Linked DNA regions of Mus musculus: region 1 is linked to region 2. A link is a contact called in public promoter capture Hi-C data. All regions are on one chromosome and are shown on one strand. The core of a region is the stretch at or near the end of the contact, and the rest is flanking DNA. Distances in the headings are between cores, read along the strand shown.

Region 1 (6,863 bases), core at 2,227-4,726, 400 kb after region 2:
CAATGACCCCCAAGGCTAACGTAGGGACAGGGTGGAAGCAGCTCTCGAGAATCTCATTACACAGCCAAGGCTGGCCTAGACTTTGCATGGCACCCAGGCTGGCATAGAACTCATCTTCCTCCTGCCTCAGGAAGCTGGAAGCAGCTTATGAATTGCCCCAGGGGTAGTAGAGGGAAAGAAAGGGCTTCCTGGAAGGGGAGTGGGATGCTGGCAAGGAGCCCAACTTCCAGGCCAAGGTTGCAGGTGGAGGGTAAAAGCCAGGGCTCCTCCCATCCCTCGATGGTGCTTGAGCAATGGGCAAGGCAGGAACTGCCTGCCTCTTCAGGAAAAAAAGCGAAAGCTCACAGAAGCCAATCGTCCTAAACAGACAGAACAGAACCAGGTACGCAGACCCAAGGTGCTCAGGACTCACTGAGACAGCTAGGACTAGTCCACCTCCATCCTGCCTGAAGCTTCACTCAAGAAGGTTCTAGAAAGAGGTCATGACCCCAGGAAGCTCTACTGCCTGGATAGGATGCACAGGTGTAAGGAGGTACCACCTTCCCTGGGGACAGGGACCTGTGGTGTGCCCTGGGGCTGGTCACATGATTCTACCTCTCCTTCAGAACATAGGTGCCCCAGAATATAGAAATAAAAAGGGCAGAGTCACTGGGCAGACAGGTTGAGTGGTCTCTGCAGAGTAGGGTTTACCTACTTTTGTCAGAATCACCTCAGTTTCATCCCAAGAGCTGTGTCCCGAGTAGCCTGCTACAGACCAAGGAACCAGCTAGTTCACCAGCTGTCTTAGAGGTACCTCTCCTACCATTTCCCTTCCTTCCAGGACTCCCTAGTTAGGGCCTGGTATACGCCACCGGCAGACACTTCTAGACAGTTATATGCTGGTTTAGAACCCCCACCCCCCCTCACAGGAGCACAGGCCCAGTAGACAAGTAGCTAGCCCCCCCCCCCCCAGACCCTTCACCTACTCTTTGGGTCATTACATGGTTATCTCTCACAGGGTTCTTGCTCTGGGCCCTAGCTTATGAAGCCACTTCTCAGAGACTAAGAGCTAAAGCCAGCACTCCAAGAAACAAATTTGCCATGTTCCCTGCATTGGCCACAGAGATGGACCCAGACAGTGACCTGAACGTCTCCACTGGTTCTGCCCACAGAGGGTAGGACCACAGGAATGTCTAAGTCACCAGCCCTATGAACCTCACCTAGGCATGTGTAGCAGTGAGCACCAAGACCCTCACACAGGCAAGAGCAGACAATAGCCAGCACTATGACCCTCCTAGTTCCCCAGAGGGAAGGGATAGATGCTGTGAACCAGTAAGAGAAGGACAGGTCTCAGGGACAATTGCCTCGGAGATTCTCGAGTGGCTGAAATCCCTAGTGGCCACTCACCTCGCCCAGCCTCTCACACATGAAGTTCTCCCAGCCATCCTCAGGGGGCGCTTCAGGAATGAATAGCCAATCAGCCCCGGAAGCCAGGGCAGACACCAGCGCCAGGTACCTGGAAGAGCAGAGGAGCCAGCCTGCTAGGGACTTCCTCCCTGTCTCTCTCCCTACTGCCTGCCAGGGCTCCCTCATATTCATAACATTAAATGATCAACTAGTACATGCCAGACACTATGTGCTCACCCCCACCCCCACTGTCCCCATCCGGCCCCAAGTGCCCCACCTCTCCCTGCCGACTAGGATCAACCTCCTCACCCGCAGTGCCGTCCCATCACCTCCAAAACAAAGGTCCTCTGGTGACTGTGGAGAAGAAAATGGGTGTAGATATCAAAGCCAGGTCTTGGGAGCCACACATTTTAACCTACTACACTAGACCAAGAAGACAGGGGTAGTGAAAAAAAGACAATGCCCATCTCCTCATGCCCAGGGCTGCCCTGAGCTAGGAAACACCCACCAGTCTACCAGACAGCTTGAGAGCCTGGTACTGAGCCAGACTTGGTGATCCCTGGCTGGAGGCCAAGAACCCCCTTCAGGTGTACCACCACCGTGGAACGTGGTAGCCTCTGACTGCTGGGGTTCACAGCTAGTGCTCCACTGACACGTAGAGGGATGGGAGCTGACCCCCAGAATCTCCTCTAACAGGAGGCATGGATGGGCCTAGAGGCCATCAGCTGAGGATACAGTTGCAGAGCCCGTTGGCCACCAGCACCCACGGCCCCTGCAGTGGCAGCCCCCTAGGAAGCCAGCTTCACTACCGTGACCCCAAGCCAGCCAATGTGTATGGATCCTCACTTACCTTTGGGCAGTGGTAGTGATGGCGTCAATGACCTCCATAATGCGGTGCAGGGCTGAGTCTGTGCCAATGGTCATGTCAGTGCCACAGAAGTCGTTATCGATGGAGCCCACCAGACCGGCGATGGTCAAGTGTGCGTAGTTCTGAGCTGTGGACTCTGAGATCTTGCCTGGGTCGGAGAAGCAAAGACCAGATGAGGACCACCACCTAGCCAGCCACTTCAACCTCCACACCTTTTTCTGCCTCGTCCACCATCTATAAGAAGGCGTACAGCCCAGCCAGGAGCCTCCGGAGGACCAATGGGGGGTACTGTGCTCCAGGTTCCCCAAAGGAGGCACCTTCCCCACAGCAACCTTGGGACTTCGAATCGAATGTCACCCAACCCATAGCTACACCTCTGCAAATAGATGTCTATGCCCCACATCAGACTCTCTCCAGAATCAGCTACAAGCATGACCACCACACAGCTGGAAGGAAACATGTTATGCTGGAACACAGGGTACCACCTGGGCTTCCTCAAGCCAGGAGCCTTGACCTCATGCTGACCTTATGACCTGCAGACTATACCACATCAGGAACAAACTTTAACTTCCAGCCACCACCAGAGCCAGATAAGAGCCAGCTCTGCACGGACCCACCTTCCTTCACCAGCTCCTCCAGCAAGCTGCCCCACTCGTTGCGGAAGATGTTGGCCCCCGTGAGGCTGCCGTCGCCACCGATGACACACAGGTTGGTGATGCCGTGTTGGAGCAGATTGTAGGCTGCAGCCAGGCGGCCTTCCCTCGTAGTGAAGGCCTTACAGCGGGCACTGCCAATAATGGTGCCACCCTGCATGGAAGAAACAAGAGCCTTCAGGTGGGGTGGCAAAATGTCCCTGGAGGCATCAGAGAGATGCCATTGCTGGATGAGGTGGACCCCACAGAATTAAACAGGGGAGAAGCCTCTAGAATCTTGTATAGCTCCTCCCACACCCTGGCCTTTTTCCTTGAGTCCAAAGCCTTGGGGGAGTTTCTACAATCTTAGAACTAGAAAGCACACCCCCCCTCCACACACATACAACACAGACCTCAACACATCCACACACATCCACCCATACACATCCCACATACACACCACCCACCAGGCAGAACCGAACCTTCCCTGTCTCCACCCACAGCCTCCCTGGTCTAGACTATTATGTCTTGGTGTGTGTGTGTGTCTATCTGTCATTTCTACATGTCTGGATGTCTGTGGGCCCACCAGCTCTCTGTGCCGGAATGCCTCTGTGCATGAGTGCACACCCACACGCGCTCACACACTCTCAGGGTGGGAAGGAGCCACCTGGCTTCGAGCCTCACCAGCTGGATGATATTGGAAACGCTGAGCCAGTTGGCTGGCTTGATGTTCTCGCCTCCTTCCACAAGGCCCTCGTAGCCCTGCAAGCGAAGGACGACATTTGAGAGAGCAACCCCATCGTGGCCAGAAGCACTGTGCTCACTGGCAGTGAGCAAGCTCAAGGGGCCCCAATGGCAAGCCCTGCCACTCGAAGGCCCAGCATCCTACTCTGGGACTCTGAGCATGCTCCACATGCCTAAAGGTCTGCTTACTATGGAGGAAAACGCACAGTATGTGCTGTGGCACAAGCAGACACTCAAAGACTGTCCCCAAGCTGAGCTCATGTCATTGTACCCAAGTCAGAGAGTCAAAGCCAGGACACAGAACCCCAAGGGAAGGCTGATATCCTTCAAAGGAGATCTGCTCAGTGTGAGCGGTGGAAATGACCTGATTGTGGTCTACAGGAATATAAGTGTATCTTGCTACACAACAGCAGAGCATGACACCCTCCCTACCCACACACATTTGTAATGCCTACTAAAGGCAGAAGTCAGGCTGTCACACTATACACATCTCATGGGAACGTGCTTTAGATGGAAAGGCTCATACCCAAGGGAGAACTCACAAGTCCCATGGACTCATAGGCAGCCACAGGTACCTGTGGTCAATTCTTCACACCAGAGCAAGTCCAGGGTGCTGCCCCTCACAGGACCACAGAGCACCTATCTTTCATCCTGGAGGTTTTGGATTGGATCATAATGGGGACCCAACTTGGCTCCTTTGCAAAACTCTGCTGTTGCTCATCAGACAGCAAGGTGCCAGCCAAGAACCTCGACCACACTGTAGTGTCTGCCTACAGGGAGGTTTTATACAAGATGGACATGGGATGCGGGTACTTCTCAAAGGCGATGACAAGATGGATGGCCTCTACCACGATGCTTTGAAGCCTCAGGGGGCACCAGGGAGAAAGGACCTTCATGCTTATCCTGGGCCGTCCAACTCAGCTCTTCCCCGTGCTCTTCCCCGTGCTCCTCCCTGTGCCAAGTGGCAGGGCCCCAGAGGGTGGGCAGTGAAGGGTCAGCTCAGGCCACAGCAGCCACCCAAGCAGCTCAGCCTTCAGCCCTGCAATCTAACCAGAAGGTTCTAAGGAGCCCCAGGTAGACAAGGCACCCCAGTCTGGGGACTAGCTAGCTTTCCTAGTCCAGGCCAGGCCAATTGTAGGTAGCTCCTCTGGCCACTCGAGAGCTCTAGCAATGATAGGGAAAAGACCATGCAAGTCGGAAGACTTCAGACACCAGTGCTAAAACACAAAATCTAAAATAAAAAATTTTAATTAATTAGTTAAATTAATTAATTAATTAAAATTAAATGGAAAATGAGTCCTCCCTTATCTCCTAGTAGGTGGTCTTTTAGTGACTGGGTACGTAAATGGGGGCTGTACTTTGAGCTCAGAGACCCACAGGAGAGGTGCCTGGGCTTTGAGTGTGTCAGCTTCCCTATGGCAAGGGAAGGGGAGCGATTGCTCCTCTTCCTCTGCTGCAGGGACTTCTATGCACCAAGATTTCCTTACTTCCAAATTGGGAGGGATTTCAGAGAGAGCTGTGAGAAGCAGGTGGGGTTATAAAGACATTTAAAAGAGGACAGAACACTCTGAGGCTTGGGAGAGCGACAGCGTGGACTTCTCCAGGGATTTTTTTTTTCTTTTAAACAGTGGGCATGTGGGGCCTTGTGGCTTTCCCAGTCCCACTGCTGAGAGTGAAATATACAGGTTTAAAGGTGAGATGGTGAGGTTTATGAGGGGTATTGTTTAGGATTAAGCGTGAATGGGGAGAGTTGGAAGCGCAAGGCTGGACAGATGAGAGCACAGCTAATCAGCTTTCCTTGATGTCTTTGAGACATTGATAGGTGACAGACGTGCTGTGAGTCACGTCAATGCAACAAACAAACAAACAAACAAGCTTTTGCTTTAAAGATTATTCTGGGGCTGGAGAGATGGCTCAGCGGTTAAGAGCACTGACTGCTCTTCTGAAGGTCCTGAGTTCAACTCCCAGAAACCACATGGTGGCTCACAACCATCCGTAATGAGATCTGATGCCCTCTTCTGGGGTATCTGAAGACAGCTACAGTGTACTTACATATAATAAATAAATCTTTTTTTGTTTTGTTTTGTTTTTCGAGACAGGGTTTCTCTGTATAGCTCAGGCTGTCCTGGAACTCACTTTGTAGACCAGGCTGGCCCCGAACTCAGAAATTCACCTGCCTCTGCCGCCCGAGTGCTGGGATTAAAGGTGTGCGCCACCACACCCGGCTTAATAAATAAATCTTTAAAAATAAATAAATAAATAAAGATTTTTTCTGGCTAGTCTCTTAACTCAAAGATATCCTCCTGCCTCTACAGCTGGAGTGCTGGGATTAGAGGCACTCACCACCCACACCAGGCTCTCAGTATTCCCACAGAACCCAAGAGGCTAGGATCCTAAGGAATTGAGGCCTTATCTATAGCTAGGACCCAGTTGTCCCCATTTGGAGCCCCCATATTCTCAGGCCACCAGCCACATCTGCCAGGCTCCTTTGCCTCAGATCTCTGAGACGCCACAGCCGGGTTTGCAGGGCTTTCTGTGCCACCCCCATCCAAGCTTGAAGCCTGAACTGTACTCACACCCCCACACCTCCTAACTATCTCTCCCTCCCCTCCATCTGTAGAGCAGAAGGCTGGGTATGGCCCTGCCATCACTTGGGGCCAGGGCAAAGGGACAAGGACACACCCAGCAGCGAGAGGGAGGGGCAGAGGCCCTATGGGAAGCAGGTTGGATACATTGTGTGTAAAAGGTGAATACAATACAACCTCAAGATAATACAAGGGAATTCAGGAGCCTGTGAGGCAAGGAGACAGACACCCAGGGAGTGGGTGGGGAGAGAAAAAAAGAAAATAGCTCACAGACTACAGTGTCTGCCAGAAGTGACAACAGGGAGCCCCTGCATCCCCACTTTGCTTCTTATAGGCCACAGTGTCTAAACAAACCAGGATGGACAGTGTGGCCCCAGAAAGGGAGTGGGGGGAGGGCAGTCCTATGTCCCTAAGGTTCTAGGCAAAGGCCCCTGGGTGAGGTGGGATGTGGGATTGTGCTATTGACCGGCATAGGTAGGATCCCTCTTAATGGTTCCTCCTATTGATCTTATTGTCCTGGCTGGTCTTCTAGTGACTGTGGGACAAATTATCAGTGGGCACAAACCCCATAATATGTTTCCATTCTGCAGATGTCTAGGCTCTATCTCCTTCCCCCAGACAACATCCATTCTGTGAGTCCAGGCCCAG
Region 2 (6,697 bases), core at 659-3,158:
GTGTGTGTATGTGTTCTGTGTATGGGTAGGTGTGTGTGAGTGCAGTACCTATAGAGGCCAGAAGAGGGTGCCAGACGTCCTGGAGAAGGGGCGCTGAGATCCAAACTCAGGTCCTTTGGGAAAACGGAGTGTTCTGTTTACATATACACATAGACATAGACATAGACATACACATATCTTAAGAACAGGCTTTGAAATACACACGAGTGAGCATCTTCCTGTTACCGGTTGTTCACTTTGCATAATGGTAGGCTTTCAGTGTGTGAATGGGTCATCATATGGTGTGAATGGATCGCAGTGTGGCTGTTTCTTGCTGCAGCTCACGTAGGTGCCGAGTTCATCCATCCTGTGCTGCACGTGTTGTTCTCCGATCACTTGGTAACAGATGCCCTCAGCCACAGACCCTCAGGTTTGATTCTTGTATCCTATAAACTGTTAATACAACACTTTATAATGCTTGGCATCTTAGAGCTGGTGGTACACTGTGGTCTGAACACTGCCTGCCCCGAGTCACTCACAGCTAATAGTGGAGGGAAGGTGTGCTCTGATCTCCAACAACTGCTTCAGTCAGCCTGGTTTCTGGAGTCCTGTCTCCCAGTTACACAGTCTGAGCTGGACATTCCAGAGATATGTTCAGCTAAGGATGACCATGATCTGTATTTGAGGAAAATCCATACCTTGGTCTGGTCTGGGTGTGGGATGAGTTCCAAATGCGTCCTTGTGGAAGACCTTGACAAACTTCTCGAAGAAAGGTCATGTGTACAGGGGAAAGGCTAAAAAAGGTTGGCTTCACAGACACTTGGCTTAGTAGCTTTGCAGTATTACCAGGAAGTGGGGATACTTGTCTGCTGGCCCTTCCTTGGAACAGAAACATACTTCTGTCAAACAGAGCGCCACTTCTCTGGAGGCTGCTGTGTGGTCCTGGAACACGGCCAATCAACACCTTCCTGAGACGACTGTGGGTGACTGTGTCAGCCCTGACTGGCCTGATTTGCAGGTGTTAGCAGACAGACACAGAGGGCCTGTGGGCTGCATTCTAAAAACTCACGCCAAGATACAAGGAAAGGACACTCTTGACCCCTTAGCCAGGGCTCCCGATGGATCTTCCAGCTCAAGCTTCCCTTGTTTTGCTTATCTAGTTGACTCCTTGGGCATGTTATTAAACTTCTAGGCATCTTGGTGTGCTGTGTAAAATGGGTTATTAGTGTCCACAATAGCATTCCAGAAACAGCAAATGGTAGGTCAGAAGGGAAGCTTTCTGTGCCTGTCACTCTCACCCACCCAAGCCACCTAGTGGTTACTTTGGGACTACGTAAGGAGGGAGAAAGGCAGCTAGATAGTGAGAATGAAGGGGAAGAGCTTGTCCTTCTGGAGAGCCATCTTGGGAATGGCCCTTGTGGAGGCTGGTCCACCCCATCCAGGAAATCAAATGAAAAAAGATGAAATGGGAGCATGTGCTGGCTTTCTGGGCCAACAGAAGCCATCCTCTGTGTCCTCAAAGGATGCCTTTTCTAGACATGAGCCCTCCTGTGACATTCAAATTAAAGGCCAGAGGCCTGTTCCAGGAGTGTGTGGTCCATAAACCATGCCTGGTAACCTCCTTATTCGTCTTCCGGACCACCTGAAAGGGTTAGCCTGAGTTTCTTTGCCCTCTCTTACCCAAATGCAGCCTGCATATAAGAAAAAGTCCCCAAATGTGGGTGGTGAAGAGGCTACTGGTTGGGCCAAAACGTTCCTCTGGGTCCTGACCTAGCACACAGCGCCCCCACTCCTCCCGTGCCTCCCTGCGTGGACGCGCAGTCTTGCACCCACATCCGGGGTCTCTGGGCCTAGGACCTTGAGTCGCGCGTCCCCGGGGCTCTGCGCGCACCCGGGCGCCTGACCCGCCCCGTGACGCATTCGCAACCGTCCTGAATCGCGGCTGGCCAGCGCGCACCCGCGGCGCGGGGCGCGCGCCTCGTGCACGCGCCCGACCACGTGACTCCGCGCGACCAACCAGCGCGCCGGGATTTAGGGATAAAGCGCGGCCCCGCGACAGTTGCGGCGGGAGAGCGGCGGGGCAGAGAGCGTGACTCGCCCGCTCCAGTGCCACCGGTTCCCGCTGCGCTTGCCGCCGCCGTCGCTGCGCAACCATGTCGGAAGAGAAGCCCAAGGTAAGCCCGGTACGCAAGCCGCAGCAGATTCCGCGGAACGCAGGCCGGGCCGCGCGCAAAAAGGGCCCGCGGGGCCGCGCCCGAGCCTCAGCGCCCCTCCCCCACCGACCCGCGCCCCTCCCCCACCAGCATTGCACTCCGCCCCGGGCAGCGCGCTAGCCCCACCCCCGGCTGTGCCTCCCGCCACACCAAGGCTCCGCCTCCGGGGTAGCCCCGCCCCGGGTGTAGCCCCGCCCACGGCTCGAGAACCCGGAACTTGGGTGCTGGTTCTTGGTTCGCAAGGGCCTCACTCCCTGACGCGGCCATCCTTTCGCGTGCCGTGCGCACAGTTGCACGCGTGGTGCTGCGCGTGAGGCTCAGCGGGCGCTCGTGAGAGCTGCACCGGAGTAAGAGCAAGGCTGGCCGCTCCGGGCTTCCAATGTTCGCCCGGCCGCATGCCCTTCCACTCCATCGCCGTGGTCTCGGCAGTTGGTGCGTGGGAAGGCCAGGGTTGCCCATTTCAAATTGAACAGTTTTCCCACACTCACCTGCCCTGCTGGGGGCAGTTTTATCCAACGGGAGATAAACGTTGGAGCCTGGCATTCTGTGCTCTTGACTGGCCTGGAGATGACCACTGTGTTGGCTCAGGTGAGAGACCCCAGGAGCAGGGCAAGCATCTGGACTAATGCCATGGTACCATGCTCAGCAGCCGAGCCCAGAAATATCTTGCCTGCGAGGTCCTTACCTTTAATTTCAGCTCAGCCTTGGGTCCTGCCTGCACCATCCCGGATATTGAATGAGCACCTGTTCGCCCTGTGCCAAGAGTAGACAACTTACTTTATTATATTTTGTAGCTGGTAACTACAACAAGAGTTGTAACCTTTTGGTGCGGTTAGGCAGGAAGTGAATGCCTGGTGTGTACTGGAGTGGCCATGCCTTCTGCCTCGGGTTAGTGGAGACAGAGGGTTATATGTTATATTTTGGTGACGCAGCCCAGGGGCTGTTGTCCACTAGGCAGATGCTCTACCAGTGAGTTACTTACTCTCTCCACACCCCCACAGCGGCCCCCCCCCCTTTTTTTTTAGACAAGGTTCCTTTGTGGTCCAAGCTGTCCTGGAGTTTAAGACCAGGCTGACTTCAAACTCAAAAGAGATCTTCCTGTTTCTGTCTCCTGAATGTTTCCCTGTGTAGCTCATGCTGGCCTCCACCTATACCCAGGAGCTCCCGGGTGTCAGGTGTTGGCAGTCAGTGTGCTGAGTAAGCCCTCCTTCTTCTGTATTTACTTGCTAATTAGAGAACTCCAGGCCAGAGCCCAGCCAGGCATCCTTCCGTTGGAGGGAAGCAAGCCTGAGGCCTTTCACCTCTGTCTCTGTTTTTGAACACACACATCCTTTCGGGAACCGGGTTAGAAGTCAGCATCTTGGGACCTGGAGTGATTCATGCTTCTCACTAGCGGACTTTACTTTTTCTCATATTGGATGCCACCCTTTGGAGAAGGGGGCAAGCTCTGTGGACAGTGCTGCTGTGTCACTGGTGTCCTGGGAGTGAGTGGGCAGGGGAAGGGGAAGGGATGATGCCTCAAGGTGTGCCTTCAGGTTCTTGATGGAGCCTCTCTCCTGCCGAACCATTTCTCAGACTAGAAGGAGCCATGCTCCTACCTAAAGCTGTTAGGACCCAGTGCAGGGCAGGTTGCTTTCTGCACCCTGCACCCGAGCTTCCTGACACTAGTCTACCTCTCTCTCCGGGAATAAAAATGTTGCTGAGGACACCCCTGGGAAGCAGGGTGCTTCCATGGAGCATGCTCTGTGGAACCGTGGGGGAAAAGAAGGCTGGCGTGAGGACAGGGAAAAAGCTTGATCTGCAAGTAGAGCAAGGGATCTGTTTCCTAGAAATAAATGGTTCTCGAGAGCTGGAGAGACAGCTTAGCGGTTAAGAGCACTGGCTGCTCTCCAGAGGACCAGGGTTCAATTCCCAGCACCCACATGGCAGCTCACAACTGTCTGTAACCCCAAGATCTGACACCCTCACATTGACATACATGCGGGCAAAACACCAGTACATATAAGATATTAATTAGCTAATTAATTAATGATTCCCAAGGCTGGAAAGACAGCAGTTAGGATCATGGGCCATTCTTTAAGAGGACCTGGTTCAAGTCCCAGCACCCATGTTACTGCTGACAAACATCTGTAACTCCACTCCTAGAGGCTCTGGCACCTTCTCTGGCCTCCTTGGGCACTGCCTACATGTGATTCACAGACATACATGCAGGCAAAATACTGATACACATTAAAATAATAATAATGAAGGTTAAGAAGTTGCCATGAATTCTTTCATCCACTGTGGCTAAAATAAGCATCCCACGGGCCGAACAACAAGAGGAGTTCCTTTTCGAACTGAACAATCCAAATTGGCCCAGAACAAACTTTTTGTTCAAAATGTGTTTCCAGGCAACAAGAAGCGCTGACTGTGCCTTTGCCCAGCAGCTTGCGTGTATCATGATTATATAAAAACTGCCACTGCGTAATAGGATTTGTCCTCCAGTATGGCGGATAGGACCCAGGGCCTTGAACACACACAGTGTTCTTTAGAGCTATACAGTGCTCCGGAAGAAAGCATAGTCTGAGATCAGAGGGCCTGGGGGGACCACAGCCTTTACCTTGCTGACTCCAGACAGTCCAGGGGACCACAGCCCTTACCCTCCTGACTCCAGACAGTCCAGGGGACCACAGCCCTTACTCTCCTGACTCCAGACAGTCCAGGGACAACAGCCCTTACCCTCCTGACTCCAGACAGTCCAGGGGACCACAGCCCTTACCCTCCTGACTCCAGACAGTCCAGGGACAACAGCCCTTACCCTCCTGACTCCAGACAGTCCAGGGACAACAGCCCTTACCCTCCTGACTCCAGACAGTCCAGGGACAACAGCCCTTACCCTCCTGACTCCAGACAGTCCAGGGACAACAGCCCTTACCCTCCTGACTCCAGACAGTCCAGGGGACCACAGCCCTTACCCTCCTGACTCCAGACAGTCCAGGGACAACAGCCTTTACTGACTCCACTGGATTCCCTCAGGGTCCTCCAGTGGCCTCTGGTCCTCCACTCTTGGCTTTATGTTGGCTTTTCTTACCAGTCATAGAGAGCCAAGTGTAGTCTCAAATGTGTGTTTTTACTAGCCTCATAACTAATTTTAAAACAAAGATGGATTTTCTTTGGCTCTCTAGATTTAATGAGCAGATTTTTGTCTTTGAATTGGTAGTCTGTAAGGACTGGCTTTGCACTGTGGTTTCTATCACTGTGCCTAACAAATGTAGGTTAAAAATACATTCTGTGTAAAAATAAGACAGTCACACGAGCAACTCTGAGCTGCTGGGAGAATTTTGAGAATTAGGTTGGTTTTAATGACTCAAAACAACCTTACCCAAAGACTTGCACTTTAAACCCTGGTGATTCTGAGCTGGCTTTTGAGACCCATTTTCTGTGTCTTGCAGGAGGGTGTGAAGACAGAGAATGACCACATCAACCTGAAAGTGGCGGGGCAGGATGGCTCGGTGGTACAGTTCAAGATCAAGAGGCACACCCCACTGAGCAAGCTGATGAAGGCCTACTGTGAGAGGCAGGTGTGTGCTGGCCAGAGAAGGAGCTCTTCCAGGGCGGGATGTGGGGTGGGGAGCTGGGGGGCGGTTGGGGGTGCTGCTTGTGTTGCAGGCTTGCCCTTGTTGCCCTGGGTCTTGGTATCTGCATGTCCTTCTAGTTGTCTCTCCCTGGGCTCCTCTACATGCTGGGTGGAACTTGGGCTTGAGCGGTCTCTGGTGGGATTTGTTCCTGATAGACCATCATAACGGTGCACACTCCTGTAGGGCCAGCACATGGCTCTGGTGAGGCCCTGTGGTGTGCTCAGATGTGGGATCAGTGCTGGTTCGAATTCCTCTTCCTCTTTCTGTCTCCATCCAATTGTGTTTGTGTGTACTGTTCTCACTGGCGATTTCAAATTTTTTTATGTTATTTAGGAAAGTGAGGAGACACGTGACCCTGTCCCTTCATTACCGTTTCAAAATAGCAAGCTGACTGACCTTGTCCCCAACAGTGACCAGCTGGGTTATCAGTGTCACTGTGTACTCATGGCTCTTGTACACACTATGCTTGGGTCTGTCCATCATCTATTCGTTCTTAGTAAGGACCTTTTGGCAGGTGGGTATGCTCTAGCCTGCCTGGAAGTCCTTAGTCTCACTTGCTCCTCTGTTGTCTGCCTCAGTGGCTGCCTGGCTTGCTGCCCATATTCCTAGGTGCCAGTTCCTGTCTGGGCCCTGCCATCTGGTGTGAGGATAGTGGCATCTCTCATTACAGTGGTCCAGGGTTGCCCTGAGCACTTGTGCACACAGCTGTGTGCTGTCCTTTGTTTTGTTGTAAGTACTCTGAAAGGTAGTGCCTGTGATGCTTCTCCTTGTCCTCCTCCCCACTCCACCCCCCTGCCTGAGGCCTGCAGATGGTGCCCTTGGCCTCTCTCCTGGGTTTTGACCTCAGGCACTTCTCACCTGTGAAAGGTGAATTGGATCTTTCCTATG

What was found. Promoter capture Hi-C pulls out the DNA fragments that hold promoters and counts their contacts.
Region 1: a contact with region 2 is called in a promoter capture Hi-C map of hippocampal neurons, with 2.7 times the contacts expected there. The contact joins the enhancer-like site here to the promoter of Sumo3 in region 2. A contact is called at or near these places in 7 of 39 promoter capture datasets (3T3-L1-derived adipocytes, the SN4741 cell line, cranial neural crest and 4 more), 1 of 484 Hi-C or Micro-C datasets (B cells), 8 of 115 datasets of contacts at active chromatin or transcription factors (astrocytes, embryonic forebrain, embryonic hindbrain and 5 more) and 3 of 9 other capture datasets (adipose tissue, liver and pancreatic islet).

What each region holds. Positions count from the first base shown.
Region 1 is chr10:77,998,440-78,005,302 of GRCm38.p6, forward strand. It overlaps Pfkl (phosphofructokinase, liver, B-type), which reads right to left. Exons shown (of 22, transcript NM_008826.5): 3 at 3,571-3,648; 4 at 2,872-3,061; 5 at 2,237-2,402; 6 at 1,696-1,740; 7 at 1,387-1,495. Among named protein-coding and RNA genes, the nearest start is that of Pfkl, 7.9 kb to the right of the region's middle. Within about 2 kb of position 3,477, at least 20 of the 459 cell types and tissues checked have an H3K27ac peak or open chromatin away from gene starts, as enhancers often do. A contact at or near this core is called in hippocampal neurons, where this site is marked.
Region 2 is chr10:77,604,189-77,610,885 of GRCm38.p6, forward strand. It overlaps Sumo3 (small ubiquitin-like modifier 3), which reads left to right and starts at 1,909. Exons shown (of 4, transcript NM_019929.4): 1 at 1,909-2,153; 2 at 5,624-5,752. The coding sequence starts at 2,133.